Regions from separate parts of the Danio rerio genome. Here region 2 is linked to region 1. The links are chromatin contacts, called in public Hi-C maps. All regions are on one chromosome and are shown on one strand. Each heading gives the region's core, a stretch centred on a gene start, on an enhancer-like site or on the middle of the called end of the contact. The rest is flanking DNA. Distances are from core to core; before and after follow the strand shown. Region 1 overlaps txlnba (taxilin beta a). Region 2 overlaps adgrg6 (adhesion G protein-coupled receptor G6).

Evidence for each region. A called contact is a pair of places that touch in the nucleus more often than the background predicts.
Region 2: a Hi-C map of embryo shows a contact between it and region 1, with 2.9 times the contacts expected there. The contact joins two enhancer-like sites. A contact is called at or near these places in 2 of 18 Hi-C or Micro-C datasets (embryo and an unstated tissue).

Annotation. Positions count from the first base shown.
Region 1 is chr20:40,127,534-40,131,970 of GRCz12tu, reverse strand. The region is part of intron 5 of txlnba (taxilin beta a); the gene reads left to right. Among named protein-coding and RNA genes, the nearest start is that of txlnba, 27 kb to the left of the region's middle. Within about 2 kb of position 3,045, at least 6 of the 62 cell types and tissues checked have an H3K27ac peak or open chromatin away from gene starts, as enhancers often do.
Region 2 is chr20:40,705,744-40,710,222 of GRCz12tu, reverse strand. The region is part of intron 5 of adgrg6 (adhesion G protein-coupled receptor G6); the gene reads right to left. Among named protein-coding and RNA genes, the nearest start is that of trnaf-gaa, 26 kb to the left of the region's middle. Within about 2 kb of position 1,607, at least 6 of the 62 cell types and tissues checked have an H3K27ac peak or open chromatin away from gene starts, as enhancers often do.

The DNA.
Region 1 (4,437 bases), core at 1,796-4,295:
GCATGCTACTTTGAATATTCGCTCTGAAATCGCATGAAAGCATGACTTCAAAACGACATTAGCACTAATTAATGAACAATGTTGTACTTTGAAAGTCGTTGGCTGCTAATATGATTACCATATTTAGAAATTCCAAAGAACATTTTCGTGAAACTATATTATTAAAAAGAAAGTCTGAAATGTCTGGATTTAAAACTAACTTTACCTCAATCAAATATAACCGAAGCGATGTAATTCAGGTTTTGCAAAAAAGTGTAGACTGAGGATTTTACTTTGAATGAGCCTGGCTGTGTATATTTGTGTTTTTTTCTTCTCTTTTTCTAGTTCCCTACTCACTATCGTTAAAGAAATGGTGCTCTGTTTTTTTTTATTGCGATTTTCATGCAGCTCTACATTTTAAGCATTTTGATCATTTATTTGCACAACAATGTCAATCTGCTTCACGTTTTTTGAAAAGATATCATTATATTTCCTCTGCATGCATAAGATGCAAGAAAGGATTTTCTAAAAAACGGTGACATCATGTTCAGTCTATAGACATTTGCAGGCACGTAGTGTTTTTCTTAACAAGGTGACATTGTCAACTGCTGGCCTGACATGTAGAAAACAGCATTTTATTCTATTTATGTTCTATGTAAATGGATCACTTTGACAAATTAGTTGTCTACATGCAATAGTTTTTAAAAAGTACATTTAGCACACTGCTGTCTCATACAGTAAATGTAGTCTAGAGTTGATGATTCAATGCATTTTATGAGAAAATGTTTTTTTTTTACCTTGGATGTAAATCTATTGTAGAAGGCTTTCTAAAAACAGCATAATGGGGCACTTTAAACTTCACACATAAGCAGTGCTTCAGCAGGCCCAGCGTTCACAGTGTTTCTGCTGCATAGAGGACTCTATTTTCAGCCACACTGCTGCTGTGCTCTTCAACACAGCACGGACAGTGTGAATACTGTAACCTGTTAATATGAGCCCAGAAATAAATATGTGCTTTAGGTGGTAAGTAGACCAAAGACCCGTGCAGCCAGTGGACAGCGAAAGCCATCAAAAAGAACCGACCGTTTCAAACATCCCAATATCTAGAACATCTGTCAAAGCGATTCGGCCGCAGATCCATTTAAAGCTGCACCGCAAGGCACAGTGCGGATTAGATTTTGGTACGCTTGCATTATAAGTGATTGCAAGATGTCTGAAAATGCATCTGATTGGATCTTTTTACCTGAGCCATTACACACTTAAGTCAAATTCTGCACCAACTCTGACAGTCAAAAGTTGTTCATAATTAACTTTTTTTTTTCAGTGTCAGTGTCAACGCTACCCATTCACTTTGAATGGGTGACGTCAAGTGTTGCCGAATTGAATTGAGTCCGTCTGCACTGCTTCAGTGGCATTGGCCGCTGCAAAAGTTGAGAATTCCTCAACTATTCAAGCGCCAACAGAAGCGTCAGCCAATCAGAATGATTTATGCAAATACCCCAGCTCAGGCAGTAAGCTGATTGCGGACTTATTTCATTGGCTGATGCTGCTATGACAATCGCGTCTGCCCCAAATTCAGACCAGCCCTCTGTCAAGCGTTGACACTGAAGCCCCGTGTGAATCAGGCATTATAGATAGGGTGAAGAGCTCTGTCACCTGGGAGGAGTTTGGAGTAGAGCCGCTGCTCCTCCACATGGAGAGAGGTCAGCTAAGGTGGCTTGGGCATCTGTTTCGGATGCCTTCTGGACGCCTACCTAGGTAGGTGTACCTATGTCTCTAGGCTGGCCTGTTAATGCCTCTAGATGATCCCTGAGGAGCTGGAGGAAGTGTCTGGGGAGAGGGAAGTCTGGGGTTCACTCCTGAGACTGCTGACAACGGGACGTGGCCCCAGAAAAGCAGATGAAAATGAATGAATGAAATGAATTAATAAAACTCCTCAAAATATATGAAATTAATCCAATATTGTGAAATTTTGTACATTTTAGTAAGCAATTTATGCATGCTATCCAAAGCTGATAGCACTTGGGGTTAATTATTAGTAATATTGAATCTTGTTATTAGTAATAAATAAATAATCACTAAATAATGATCAATTTACTACTTACAAAAAGCTATTCATTTGTCTTTCATCTTTTCCTTTTTAGAAAAACATATGAATAATATACATACATAAATTAAAAGTACATTAAACAAAATAAATAAAAAACACCATCATTATTTCCTGTTAATCTACACAGATCTGAACTCTATCTAGGCATGGGCTGGTACAAGTTTCTAACGGTGTGATAACCTTGGATAAAAATGCCACAGCCTGATGGTATTACGGTATTGTGATTACTGCTCAAAAATAAATTCTTTTTAAATGTCTGGGTAAAACAAACACTAATTAAATAAATAACTTTATTACACATTAAACACAATTTATTGTATTTTAAAAAACGTTTAAAATATTTTGGAACAGTAAACATGTCAGGCTACATTTAAAACAAATCATTGACTTCAGCGCTCTTCATTTGTTTCAAAAACAAAGATTTCATTACAACACATTAAAAAATTCATTAAAAAAACTTACATATACCTTGGAAACAGTTTAACAGAACATTTTAGCGGTTGTAAAACCTTGACTTTTCCAAATCGCAGTAAACTTTGAAATTGGTTATGGTGCCATGCATCTAAATGAAATCCATCCAAATTGATTTGAGCAATACGGAAATTATATTGAAACGATGTTGAAAATTCAATTTAAAAGCACAGGATTAATTTATATTTTACAAAGGCCTACATCAAACAATGTTTTTAATTAATATTTCTCAATATTACAAATGTATTTTCAATTAGGCCTAATTAAACCCTGCCTTGGTGAGAAACTTTTATCAAAAAGATTTTCAGTCACACCTTTTGACAGAAAATGTACGCTAACTTTAAAGTAACTAGGAGTCTGGCAGAGCTGTAATTTCACAACACGAGGTTGAGGAAAAACTACACCCTCACTCACACCTTCCAAACCTGCGACATCATGCACAGCAAACACACGTTTCTGACTTTGACTCGGTGATTCGCGCCCTGTTTTGACAGTGAATGCTGCACCTTGTGGAAGACTCTTAGGTATCTAGTCGCACGAGGATTCACCGGAGGATTGACAAGCCTGATGTGAGGAGAAGTTAAGCTCAATCTGTCATTCTGAAGAAAAAAACAGTTCGTTCATTCACAGCTGTGCTCTCGACTGAAAAACAGGCCGCTTTTAGGCAAGACTGCAGATTACATTATGTTATGGGTCTTTACTGCCCTCTGCTGGCTGAAGAAGCAAGACGCAACACAAAAAAAAATAGCCAGGGCGTCGTGTTTAAGACAAGTGGTGCGCGCTGCAGAGCCATTTGAGGAGAGCTGAGCTCCAGCGAGGGGGAGCATGAGCTGTCGCTCCTCCTCCTGTAAGCTGTTTTAATGCGTACACCAACCCCACCCCTAACCCTACCCCCAGTGACATCACTCGTAGAAGAAGTGCAAAAAAGGTGGAGCTCAAGTTTAAGCTCCCCCTCGCTGGAGCTCAGGTCTCCTCAAATGGCTCTGCAGCGAGCACCACTTGGTTTAAAGGGGTAGTTCACCAAACATTGAAGGTTCTGTCATTATTTCAATCAATTAAATTTCTCATTTCTGTCAAACACAACAAAATATATATTTAAAGAAACCTGTAACCATTGACTTCCATTGTATTTGATGCACAGCTCAGTTTTTATAGTGTATATGCAGAGCTGATGTTTTTTCCCATACTTATAAACTTTTGGTGAATGGTTAATGGGACTTTTTTCATTTTATACAGTTCCTTTTACAGCATTGACATTGTACTGTAATTAAAATATAATCAGTTAAACAGACTTCAGCGTTTATTTAGTTGCTCAGGCGTAAAACGAGATGAAAGCCATTTACATGCACGTGCCCGCCAGGACTAGCGCAGAAGCTCCATTGAATATACTGTGGTAAAATAAATGTTTATATTTTTAAGACATGGCGGGAATTAATTGAATGCAGTGCTTCTTGTATATTCTGAGACCCACTTTATATTGGATATCATTCAGCCAGTGGAGACCCAAATTAAGGAAAAACTTTTTAGTAATTACACATCTATGGTTACTATTATGGTGGACTTGTAGCAAACTTGACTTCAAGTGACTGACACTTTTCTCGAAATGTAGCTGTTAATGTCCATGTCTCACCTAGTCTTGCACAGTAAGCCTGACTGGAACATTTCGACAAAGCATCATTTTATTTTGGATATGCTAATTCTACACCCTTGCATCAGCATTAGGACTGCCGCTATGCTAGACTGTTTTAAAAAAACTTCTTAAGACTCACTTTTTTGCATTGCTTTTAAGGATGATACTTTTTCGTAATTTTTTTAATGCATCTTATGGTTTATATTTTTACTGTTTTGCTGTATCTTTTTATTGTTGTGCTATTTCT
Region 2 (4,479 bases), core at 358-2,857, 580 kb before region 1:
TGTCAGCTGTGGTGTTGGCTGACCATGTCGATGTGACCATGCCACGTACAGAGTCCAAAATGTTGAGGGAGGGCAAACTGGGAGATATATTAATCCTCTCTGCTTTAGTTTGGGCATCTGAATTAACGGGCCAAGACTGAGAGCCTCTCTGTTCATCTGTCAGGGCCACCGCAGAACTGTTTGGTAATTCTGAACTAGCATTGACAGAAATATGAGGCATATGTGACAAGTCCCTCAGATCGACCTCTGAAGGATTAACATCGCCTTGCCTGCTTAAGCCTCTGAAAAGGGTCTCTGGCAATCTGTGTATAAGCGACGGCTCCAGCGCCAGAGGTGACTCTGATTTGGACCAGCTGCCGTCTACTGACGTAGAAATGCCACCTGCGATGCTCGGATACAAAGTGAAAACCCTAGAATTTGGGAATTGGCTGGAGTGAACGACTTGAGGGTTTTCAGAGAGGATAAACTGATTGTTCATTGAGGGTAAAACCAGGTCAGTGTTGTTTTTGGGATCTGAGATAAAGAGAATTTGGGCTGAGCCAGGTGTCAGAGATGGGAAAACATCAGTGTGCGGCAAGGAAGACAACGGACTGGGTCTGATGGCCTGTGTCATTAAGAAGTCACTTTGAACCCCTTCAGTAGGCATTGAACTCTGAGGCTCAATAAGAGTGGCAGCGCTGTGGGTTGAATCCATAAGCAGTTCAGCCACTGGCTCGACACTATGAGAGGGGGAGAGAGAGGAGATAACAAGTGTCTCTGTTGTGAGGGTATAGCTGCCTTGAGGAGTGAGAGGGCTCGCTGCCAAAGGCTCTATGAGTAAAATAGTTTGATTGGGGAGATAGTCGAAAGAGCTCTGTTGGGAGGCTGATGAAAAAAGAAAAGGGGTGGTATCGGTTAGACTATAATCAGTTTCTGACAAGTTTGTCCTGCCGTAACCTTTTGTTAAAGATTCCATCTTGCCATGTGTAACCATTGTGGACTTTTTCTGATCATGTTGCACATCTTTAACAGTGTCCTTGGTGGCAGTTTCCTTCGACAGGCCCCAGGCCACGGTGCTTGTTAGCTTTATATCCACAAGGTGTGTGGGCGACCACTCTGGTGGTGCTGCTGTTTGGCCAGGGAGACTCTTGAGCTCAGACTGGATCATTTGCACACCTGTTACTCCCGGACTCATTGAGGAGGAAGGGATAAGTGTCCAGCTGCTGTCTGTCTCCAGCCGTTCTGAGACCTGTGCCAACTCTGACATAGCCCAAGGTAAACTAAGGTCTGAGTGACTTTCTAAATGTTCCTGTTTGCTAACAGCCTGTCTCACCGGTGCAAAACTTGTAGTGTTGACAGTAGGCACACTTTCTATTTCTAGGAAAGACATGTTGTGGGGGGTGGCAGGGGCCAAGCTTTCATCCAGGGAGTAGGTGGAATCAAAGTCAAACAGGCTGAAGACATCATCATCCAAGTCAATGTCATAAAAAAACGCCTCTGGTCCAAAACCAGATGGGTAATCGAGTATCTCTGTGAGGTTTTTGTCACTGTCACTCACAACCACTTGGGGAGCTATTGGCTTATTCTTACGATTACTGAGTGACGCCACCTGGAAAGACTCAAAGTCTTCAGTCTGATTGTGAGCGTCTGGTTGCCATGGAGGCTTCACCTGGGAATAGGCCGGCCTCATGCTTGTAGAGTCTGTTTTCTTGGCAACAGAGGTCATTGTGGATGTTTTCAGCCAGTGGGATTCATTCGTCATGCTTATTGTCGGTTGGGAAGGCGGCTTGGTCAGATGGATGACGGGACGTTTGTGTGGCCGAGTGACGGCAGCTTCTACTTTCTTCCTCACGGGCCAGATGAGGGGTGTGGAGATGAAGCCGAGTGACGTTTTGGGGCCCCGGGGTGCAGGAGCAACAAGAGGCCTAGCGGGGGGAGAGCTAGTGGATGGAGTCTCAGCGTGAGGAGTAAACCGCAGTAGTGACCACAAAAATGCAGCCCTCTCTTTTTCTGCTCCGGCTCAAGTATTTAGCAGAGGATCCCAGATTTGGTAAAAATGAAGAGGTCAGAGCAGGCTATTATTTATCTTTGCAGATATAAAAAATGAAGAGGTCAGAGCAGGCTATTACTTATCTTTCAGACACACAATATAACAAAACACAACAGTATACAGGAAAAATCAATTGTAGGCACAATACGGAAGTTAACACAGGGATTGTTTGAAATGGATAAAGTACAAACATATACCAAAGGGTAACACTTAAGTAAGGACTAGTATTAATAAAGAAATAAGATAGGTTTACAGCAGAAACACAGGTTAAGGATTTCAGGAAGTCTGTCTGGAAGCAATATTGATGTTAACCCATAAGGGAATGTAGAAAGATAATACTAGAATCTTTAACGAGACATTAATTCAGTTCTCTAAATGAACTGGCAGTGAAGACAAGGGACTATGAATATAAATTACATTGTATTAAATAATGCGCTGCCAGGAATGATTTTGAACTGAACAGACTCAGGAAATGTAATAATATTAAATGAAAGAGAAGAGCAAAGATCTGACATGAAACAAAAAAGATACAAAAACCTTTGATGATTTTGACAGATACGTACTATTGTGGATTTTTACATAGATAAAGTAGAAAAAAAAATACTTTTACAGGTTTCTGATACAGGAGACACCAAAATATAATCAAAGTGGTCTTTACTCATTCAAGTTCTGTTTATAAAACCCTAAATAAATAAAGGTATGGCTTCTTTCATCTGCACCCAGAAAATTTCCAAGCAATAAACCAATTGTTTAATTCCTTTTCCCGTTAAGAAAAAGCAACAGTAGCATCCCCTGGTAAGCAGAAGCAAGCCATGTGTAACGTGAGATAACAGGTTTAGCTTACCATTGGTTTTGCGGATGGACAGAGGTGAGTTAGTAGCAGCAGCTGCAGATGAGGGAATGGATTAAGTGACTGGTGGATGGTTTGGGTAATCAAACAAACACAGAGTAAAAGCTTGAGGTACACAAGACAAGACCCATATAACGCCATGAAATTTTTCTTCTGTTTATTAGTTATATTTGTATAATTGTCTATTTATTTTTAACCCATTAAATATATCTGCCAAGCCTGTTTCACTATTTCATCCAGTTCAATATTCTGAATGCTACAAAGATTTTTCATATATTTGTGACCCTGGACGACAAATCTTAAGTCTTAAGTTGAACGAGTTTATTTGTAGAAATTGTCAAATATGTCAAATTTACATTGTATGGGTCATAATTAATGTTTTTTTTTTACGCAAAATCATCAGAATATCAAGTAAAAGTTGTTTTAATTAAATATATTTCGTGAATTATGCCACTGTATCGAAACTATTTCAAAGGCTTTTTTTCTCAATATAGTTTTTCTTTTTAACCCTCAAGATTTTAGATTTTCATTAGTTGTATCTTGGCCAAATATAATCCAGTTCTAACGAACCATACATCAATGTAAAGCCTATTTATGCAGCTTTCAGGTGATACATCCCAGCAAGCACAGGATGTCAACATGATTGATGTTGTACCCCAATTGGGTTGACGTCAAAACCCATTGTCAGGCTGACATCGGACAGACATTATATTTTGGTTACTTTCCAACGCAACCTAAAAACAACAAAATATCAATGTCTAAGCTTGATGTTGTGTGGACATTACTAATATGACATCTATCAAACGTTGGATTTTGGTTGCCATACCTGACAAATAAATGTCAGCCTCTCTAAAACAGTGTGTATGTTCATTTCTAAGAATGATAGGTTAAGTGTAGTACCAGATGTATTTGTATCAGGGGAAAGATTACAAGTTGTATCTGAGTACAAGTACAGTACCTTGGTGTTTTGATGGATTCAAAACTATAATTTAAGTCCCAGTTTTAAAAGGTTTGTAACCGGGTTTGATTCAGTTTAGCAAATTTTTTCCTGATCAGATGTCATGTGAGGCAGCCCTAATCACTCCATGATCATTTCTCATATCACTTATCATTTGACCACTTGGTCCCAAGCTATCATTACTACTTTGAAGCTAATTGAATCATTATACAAACAATCCTGAAAAACTCTTGATAAGAAATCATTTTATTGTTCAATATTAAAGAAATACAACCTGCTTAGTTGGGAAAATTGAATTAAATATGTACACATTTTTTTAACGTTTAAGACAACATAATCCGACTTCACCACTAAATCAGTTTGTGAACGTTAGAACGACTGCTCACCAAACTACTAGAGGTGGTGAAAGAGGGGATTGTATTATTCCTCTCAAGATGTGCAGCACCTGAACCTACGGATACTGGAAGCCTGTGCTGGCATTTCTCCTGTGTTGTTGCTGTCAGTGTGTGAAGAGTGGGAGAAGAGGGTTGCATTGACAATCCATCACAATGGGCAGCACGTTGAATACATTTTATAAGTGGTTAGAAATTGTAAATAACTCATGAAAGAATAAAGTTACGTTAAAACCAAGCACACCACTGT